Linked DNA regions of Sus scrofa: region 1 is linked to region 2. A link is a contact called in public Hi-C data. All regions are on one chromosome and are shown on one strand. Each heading gives the region's core, a stretch centred on a gene start, on an enhancer-like site or on the middle of the called end of the contact. The rest is flanking DNA. Distances are from core to core; before and after follow the strand shown. Region 1 holds the start of KDR (vascular endothelial growth factor receptor 2). Region 2 has its middle 120 kb from the start of KDR.

The links. A called contact is a pair of places that touch in the nucleus more often than the background predicts.
Region 1: a contact with region 2 is called in a Hi-C map of liver, with 4 times the contacts expected there. The contact joins the promoter of KDR here to the enhancer-like site in region 2. A contact is called at or near these places in 9 of 47 Hi-C or Micro-C datasets (alveolar macrophages, heart right ventricle, liver and 5 more) and 1 of 2 datasets of contacts at active chromatin or transcription factors (skeletal muscle).

What each region holds. Positions count from the first base shown.
Region 1 is chr8:41,853,486-41,857,785 of Sscrofa11.1, forward strand. It overlaps KDR (vascular endothelial growth factor receptor 2), which reads right to left and starts at 2,894. Exons shown (of 30, transcript XM_003128987.6): 1 at 2,490-2,894. The coding sequence starts at 2,556.
Region 2 is chr8:41,734,171-41,738,287 of Sscrofa11.1, forward strand. No RefSeq gene overlaps it. Among named protein-coding and RNA genes, the nearest start is that of KDR, 120 kb to the right of the region's middle. Within about 2 kb of position 1,766, at least 15 of the 83 cell types and tissues checked have an H3K27ac peak or open chromatin away from gene starts, as enhancers often do. A contact at or near this core is called in liver and omental adipose tissue, where this site is marked.

The DNA.
Region 1 (4,300 bases), core at 1,644-4,143, 120 kb after region 2:
ATATGGAAGTTCCCAGGCTAGGGGTCGAATCACCACTGCAGCCACAGCCACAGCAACGCCAGATCCAAACCAGGTCTGCGACCTACACTGCAGCTCATAGCAATGCTGGATCCTTAACCCACTGAGCAGGGCCAGGGATCGAACTTGCATCCTCATGGATACTAGTCGGGTTCTTCAACCACTGAGTTACAGTGGGAACTCTGGGGCAGTGGTTCTTAAACATTAGCTGGGTCAGAATATTCCTAGGCCTACAAATCTGCATTTTAACAAGCATTTCAGATGACTCGGTCAGACATGGTCTGCAGGCCCCTCTTGGATAGCGAGTGGTCTGGGAGGTCATGCTTAGTTAATCAGCATAGCACTTTTCAGTATGAAGGAAATAGCTGTCCCCAAAGTAGGCAAATGATGAAGCAAAGTGTTTAAAAAGCAAAAGAACACTCTTCCAATAACGGAGTCCCTCTCTGTCGAACAAAAGGAAGATGAAAATAATTCATTGGGATGAGCACAGAGACCAATCTTAACTGGGAAACACTAGGTTGAGAAACACATCAAAAACAGTAACAGTACAATTCGCAAGATGTCCCAAATGAGAAAGAACTCATTATTTGGGCACATTCACGTGAAGAAAAAATGGTAGCAAAGACTAAGCTCTAAATAAGCTTTGTTTACCCCACCCCACCATCAGACTAAGAGATTCTTGAAGATCTCTCATAAATCATTGCCACAGATTATCTCACACTCTAGACACACTTTCCTATGTTAAAAAAAAAAAAAAGGTTCTCCATTCATAGAGAGCCAAAACAACACCACACTATTCTAGAGACATGTCTTCAACAAAAAACTATTCAACAAGGCTATCAATAATGATAACTTCAAATTCATATCTGTAGACCAATGCTCAATTTCTTTTTGCTCCAATAAGCTTCATTCATTTTCACTGGCAAGTTTGAGTCCTGCTCTTCAGAAAGTTCTAAAGAAATAACTCTAAGTAATATGCTGCTACTCAATAAAAAGCTCTTCTATGTTCAAATCCCATAACCAAAATTAATTCATTTGTGCACTATTACCCTTCCAGCTCAAAGACAGGAAGGAAAAACAACAGTGCCTCTGTCTCTAGAATTTGATGGCATCAATTATAGCCCAATCCAATTAAGCAAGTCACACACTCCAAAAGGGCAACCTCATCATTATAGTCAGGGCATTTCAGTTACTACTGCTGTGCTATGAAACACCCCAGGCTTAAAAGCAACTCACTTCTTTGTGGGATACAGAACAAACCATATGTTCCAGACCTTCATTCTCTCCTGGTGAAGGGGGAGAGGAGGTCTTGTCAGGGACAAATAAGTGTCCCTAGTAGAGCTGGCCTGGATGAACCAAGTCATGATTAAGAAAATTCAGCAACTATAGACAGATGATTTTATTACTGCATACGCTTGTGTCTTTTTTAAAAAGACACGTGATTCTTTAGTTTATAAGGAATTTCCCCTGAATCATTTAACTTTTTTTCTCCTTTTCACCCTCTCCCCTTTCTCACCCTCCAAGGAAATTTAGAAGTCAGCAAACTGAGGCCACAGAAAAGATGCGAGGGAGAGAGAGAGAGAGAGAGAGAGAGAATATTTATTGCATCAGGAGCATGTGTGTTCCTAATCCTGAAGGAGACTGAAATTTTAGACAGCAAGGAGAGTGGTGAGTGGCGCCAAATCTAGGTACCAAATTCCTAGAGTAAGTTTTCAGAACGTGAACTTCTGACCATGTGCTTACCCAGAGGACCAAAAGCGTTTTGAAAGATAAGTTGTTTTCCATAGAAAGGTGACTATGACTTGGGACACTGGGAAGCTGTCACAGACAGAGGTCCAAGCCCCGATTTTCCGTTTCTCTCTTCGAGGAAAGAGGCATCCCGCCCCAGGAAGAATAAAAAATGTCTATCTCCCCTGGCCCCTCAACCTCATACACTGGGTGTGTATGTGAGTTCGAACCAAAGGGACCAGCAGACTGAGTCCCTTTTCGACTTCTACAGAGGCAGAGCTAAGTGCCCGGTGCCATCCGGACAAGCCGGCTCGTGGTCCCTAAAAGGCTTGCTTCCCCGCGTCCAGGATAGGATGGTGTGCGCGGCCGGACGGACAACGTTTCGCCGCCTGTTCCCGCCTGCGGGGGCACCTCCTGCCTGCCAGCCCCGGGCGCCTTCCCACTCCCGCCTCCCAAGAGCGTATCAGCTCCGCGGGACACGCTCCAGCCCAGGCCCCTGTCTCGGGCCAGCGTCGTGGAAATGGAACTGGGCTCAGGAGACCACCAACTCGCCGGGTAATCTTGGGCCAGGCATTGAGCCTGTTTCCTCTTTGGTAAATGAACGAACACAAAGTGTCAAGTCACTTTCATCTCTGCAGCGCTATGATTCCGAGTTAGGTCCGGCCTCCAGGTCCTCTCCGTATCCCCATCTCTCCGCCCGCACCCGACCTCTCCGCTTTCCTACTAGAGAGTGGGCTCCTTACCCACGGAGGCAGCCCGGGTCTCCACGCAGAGCCACAGAGCAAGGGCCAGCAGCGCCTTGCTCTTCATCCCGCACCTCGCGCTGGGCGCAGTGCCCAGAACTTGGGCGCAGGTTCTCTCTCCCTGGTCCTGCTCCGCGAAAAAGGCGCGGAGGTGGAACGCGCACAGCAGCGCAAGGCTCCGGGGCGCGCAGGGCGAGGATGCCCCAGCTCCGGTAGCGGCTGCAAGGGCGTCTGCGGGGGCCGGTAGGAGAAGTTATCCCAAGTGTCCGACCGCTCCGGGCTTTCTGAAGAGAGCAAGCGCTGCCCCGCGCGGGCAGAGAAAACAAACATACACCTCTCGCTCTCCCGGGGTCCCGGGACTCAGTGCAGGGTGGGAGCCAAGGCCGAAACTCTAGAGCGAGGGGGCGGGGATACGCGGGGCGGGGCTTCCCTTTGCAGCGGCCCCCGCCCCTCAGCCGGGCAGCGGGCGCGGATCCGGCGCTTCCCACGCCCATAGAATCTTCCGAGCTCCCCTCTCGCTCCGGACTGCGCCTGTCCCCTAGTCTCCCCACCCTGGCGCAACAACTCCATTTCTGTAGGAAAGAATATGTAGTCCATCAGGGGTTCTGAGCTTCGCCAAGATTCAGTCGCTTGCGGTCCCCCATCCCGAGATGCTGGAGAAACACTGGGAAGGCAGCAAGGGACACTGCGCCCTCAAGAGGCGCGCCAAAGTTTGAGATGGTCTTGGGCGCCGCGCGCGCCTGGAGTGGCTGCGGAGCAGGCTGGGGATCTGTAGCAAGTTGAGGCAGCAAGGGAGAAGCGAATACGCAGCAGAGATGAATGCAGGATCGCAAACCGGCAGTGACTCCGGCCAGTAGAAGTGATTTGCTTGGCCAGTGCAGTTGTAGTTTAAAAATCTGAATCTGAATTCCTTTGGTTCGAATATTAACTTGCCCAATTCTCCAAAGTTCCCCCTATTTCCTTATGCCTGGTGGCTTCAAATGTTGTTACCCCCCTTGCTCCCCAAAGCATTTAAATTTGAGACCCTCCCCCTCTACCTGGCTTTACCCAAAAACCTACCTCAGGCCTGCGGGGAGCTGGAGGTACTCAAGGCTCTGGCATACCCGCGGCGTGTGTGAGGGTCTCTGCAAGAAAGGCCATCTGTCCACCGTGTTACCGACCAGAAGTCCCTAGCATGATGCTTCCTCAGCCTTTTCAGAGCAGAGCCTCCAGCCAAGACCCACTTAGGCCAAGGGCAAGGAGGCTGCCAGCAGTCTTCACTGGAGAGGCAGTGAAGTAAAGCTTCCAGACCCTGGGCACCTGAGAACATTGTGTCGCCAAAACTCACTACTCTTTGTGGCTCTGTTCAGAGGAGAACATGGATTTCTTCCTAACCACATTGGTTCTTCTTTTCTTTCCATTTCTCCCCACACCTGGGAGGTGACAGCAGATGTCTCCTAACCTTATTATATGGAATCTTCCAGATCCCTTCATCTCTTACTTCCTGGGTGCTTTGCCATTTCCTTCTTTCTTTCTTTCTCTCTCTCTCTCCTTCCTTCCTTTCTTTTTCTTTCCTTCCTTCCTTCTTTCTTTCTTTCTTTCTTTCTTTCTTTCTTTCTTTCTTTCTTTCTTTCTTAATTTTTGACTCCTCCAGGAGGCTTGCAGGATCTCAGTTCCCCTGCCAGAAACTGAACCCAGGTCATGGCGGTTAAAGCCCAAATCCTAACCAGCAGATCACCAGGGAACTCCCTCAGGTACTTTTTAAAGGCAGCTTAAAGGACCATCCTTCAGGGAGATGAAGAGGTAGAAATATTTTATTTCTACATCTACTC
Region 2 (4,117 bases), core at 516-3,015:
TTGGTTCCCTCATCTCCATTCTTGTTCTAATTTGTATTTCTCTGGCCCTGTTATTCAATTTTAAGCCTATGTTATATTATATGTATTTCCTGTATTGTTTGTTGAACAAGGTATGGGATACTAATAAGCCAATTCTGACTCAAATAATGCAATTTTTCTTTCAAAGCACAGGGATGCCTTAGACAACAATGACAAGGGTTTAAACAAAGGGATAGCTCCTTGAATCTCATAAGGCAGAATGCTCTATTTTCCTCAAACTTCGCTCCAGTTCTGGAGATGGTACTGGTGGTGAGAGTTCTTTGCTGGGCTTCTGCTTTGATCAACAATTTAACCTTGACAAGTTCCCTTTTTTAATATGGGGTTAGCCTTGCTCACTGCACAACTCCACTTGGCTTCATGGGTTAATGTTTAAAATCATTTATAATATGAAAAATTGGGGGTGGTTTCTGTCTCAGTTGCAGTGTTGACCTTGATCTTTGTGAAAGGGGAGTGCACTTCAAGTTTTTCTGATCTACAAAAGCATTTCCCTTATGAGTTTGCTGAAGTCACCAGAAAAATAAGTAGAACCAGTTACCAGCAAAAAAGCAACCTAAACTGGATATGTGACTATGACTCAGAGACATCAAACAAAGCGTAGAAAGAGGTGGGGGGCAAAAATCTAGGACTTGCAGGCGCACGGGACCATCCAGATTTCCAGGAGAAATTACGGAAACACCTGCAAGGTCAAGGCAGGAAGTCCAGGGCCGATGCTCAGCAAGGGAAGTGCCCTCCTTGCGACTGCTGCCAAGGAGCTGAAATGCCCCAGAACCAGGGCCAGGGAGACTGATGGGAGACCAGGGAGAAAACTCAAGGAACAACCCACAGTTCAGCAACTCAAGTTCAGCCACACAGAAGGGAAGACAGTCTTGAGGATTTGCAACCCGGCAAACAGCCTTAGCCAGGATGTAGCTCAAAAAGCATTGTGTTACAATACAGAATCTGTGTTTGGGGAAAAAATCTCTTGACACCTTTTGCTTCTGTTCCCATCCAGGCTTTGCCAATCATGGCACTGCAAAGGGCTAATGAAAGGATAAAGTAAACAGGGTTGATTGCACAGCGTTCTAATCAAACAGTTGGGAAACTTTGCAATCTCGGAAAAGACAAAGTCTACACAACCTCAGCTGAATAACAGATAATTGGCTGGATAAATACATCCAGGAGGGGCTTGGACAGCTTTGGGTATGAAAGGAATGTCTCACTTTCGCTCCACGGGGGTGTGGTGAGGTAGGACTGAGATGGGGGTGGATTGCTAGGGACTCACTTCAAGTCCTGCCAGTTTGGCAAGAAACCTCCTGCCTCGCTGGGCTGGCTCACCCAGCATACCTCCAGCCCTCCTCTGCTCCAGGCACACCCTTTTGTACCAGTCCCCAGAAGAGAGCTCCCTTTCAGCCCAACCATTTAGCATCTCCACCTTTGTGACCCTCACACTTTGCATCAGCCCGGCATTGTTCAGCCTGACAGTTGACCCGGCCTCCTGGTTTTCTTTAAATAATAGGAGAACGTTGGCTCTCTGAAAATACCAGGCTGCATCCAAATTTAAAAAAGAAAAATAGGAGAGGAAAGCATTCAAACAAAACTCTTGGAATGGGGCTCCTGTGGTAACATACCGAATAAAGGAAAACAGGAAAGCAATTGCAATATTAAAAATAGATGACTTCCTGCATGTAAATTCTTCGCTGACCTTGTTGATTGGAGTGTGGTCAGTGTTTGCTGGCCTGCCACCTCCTGACTTCATGAGAGTCCGGGGCAAGGAACAGTTCTCAGGGCTTTGTAATTCGCCTCTCCTCCACTCTCATCACTCCCATTTTCTTTTCTTTTTATTTTCTAGGACCGCACTCGCAGCATGTGGAAGTTCCCAGACTAGGGTTGAATCAGGGCTGCAGCTGCCAGCCTACACCACAGCCATAGCAACGTGGGATCCAAGACACATCTGCGACCTACACCACAGCTCACAGCAACACTGGATCCTTAGCCCACTGAGTGGGGCAGGCATTGAACCTGCGTCAACATGGATACTAGTTGGGTTCATTCCGCTGAGCCACAACAGGAACTCCCCACCACTCCCATTTTCAAAGCATTTGTTAATACATGTGCCCATGGGGCATCAAACATTTTCTCCTTGATATGAAGTGACTATCAGAGATCAATTACTTATCTTTTGTTTCACTCCTCTGTGTCTAAGGAGACTTGACTGAACATTGAGACTATCTCAGAGGATCCTGGAGCAGAGATGTTACCCATGCCTAATACCATGTGCCACTGTGATGACATCAGGGTCCACTGGCCATGTAGCACAACAGCAGTAATGGAGACAATAATGCATCATCCTGCTGGAGAGCATTCATCCACCAGGGGACACTCAGTGGGCACCTACCACATGCAGGCATGCTCTGTGAACTTGGGACACACCCATGCCCTCAGTGACCTTGGATTCCAGTTGGATAAAACAGACAATAAGCAATAAGCATAGGAAATAAGAAAATGACGTGGTGTGTTCTAGATAGGTATATGGAAACAAGGAAAAGAAAGTAGCGTAAGGAAGATGGGAAAATGCGTGGTATTAAATACCATAAAGAGGACCTTAGTAAGAAGGTAATAAATAAGCAGAGTTCCCATTGTGGCTCAGCGGTAATGAACCCAACTAGTGTCCATGAGGATGCTGATTTGATCCCTGGCCTTGCTGAGTGGGTCAAGAATCCAGTGTTTCCGTGAGTGTGATGTGGGTCACAGATGCATCTCGGGTCTGGCGTTGCTGCGGCTGTGGTGTAGGCCAGGAGTTGCAGCTTCTATTCAACCCCTAGCCTGGGAACTTCCATATGCTACAGGGGAAGCTCTAAATAAATAAATAAATAAATAAATAAATATAATAAAAAATAAGCTAAGACTCAAGGTGAGGCAAGTATCTCAATAAAGTGTCCAGGCCAATGTGCAAAGGTCCTGAGGCAGGATCATGATGCTTAATGAACAATGACTCAGCTTCCCTCTCTTCCTCTGCCAGGAGGCCCCAGACATGACAGCTCCTCTCTGTGGGCAGCAGAGGGAAAAGCTTTGAAGCAGCAGGAGTAATGATGAAAACGGTTTCAAGAAGGGCAGTTTTTTGGAATTGGGGTGTGCATAGGCAAAAAGGCGAGGCTGAAGGTTAAAAAAAAGGAGCATGTTCCAAGATTCCACTCCCTGAGTGGAGAATCGGGACTGGAATCTCAAGGGCACACCCAAAACAAGTCAGCAGGAGACAAGGAAGGTCGTTGTGTTTTAATTCCGCATGCAGTTATGAGTGTGGCCAGGTGCCTTCTGAGGCACTCGTGGAATTTGGCCTGGGATCACAAAATCTTAGGATTGTTCCTTCCCAGCTGTGCTTGTCCCCTGATCCCCTTCTTTGGAACGCCTTGGTCACTGGAGTTCTCTTAACCTTTCTCCGTTCATGGCCACTCTGAAATGAGATCTCTGCGAGGGGAGATCTGAATCTCTCAGGACAGCCCCTCCTATCTCCCCCAAGCAGGCTGTTCTTTGTTACGGGAGCTCCTGGTGTCAATTCACACCCAGAGTTAAAGAGGCATGGGTGTGGCCAGGGTGTGGGAACTCAGGTATTTATCAAGAAACATTTGATTTTCTCCCATAGCCATTGGGGTTCTAGGACAAGAGGGAGTTATGGAGCCAGAAGCTTGTGTATCTAAAACCCTCTGTAGTTCCTATTGTGGCTTAGCGGTAACGACCTCGACCAAGAACTATGAGGATGCTGGTTCCATCTCCGGCCTCGCTCAGTGGGGTTAAGGATACAGCATTGCCATGAACTATGGTGTAGGTCACAGACTTTGCTTGGATCCAGCATTGCTGTGGCTGTGGTGCAGGCTGGCAGCTGCAGCTCTGATTCGACCCCTAGCCTGGAACTTCCGTGTGCAGCCCTAAAAAGCAAAAGAATTTTATAAATAAATAAAAATAGAACCCTTTCAGTTTCCCATTGTTTGGGGTGGGGGAAGTCATCACTCCTTAACAGTTTTCATGCTTTTCTATCTTTCCAAGTCCTCCTTGCTAACTGAATACCTGTGCACTGCCCCAGGTGTACATACCTGCTATCCCA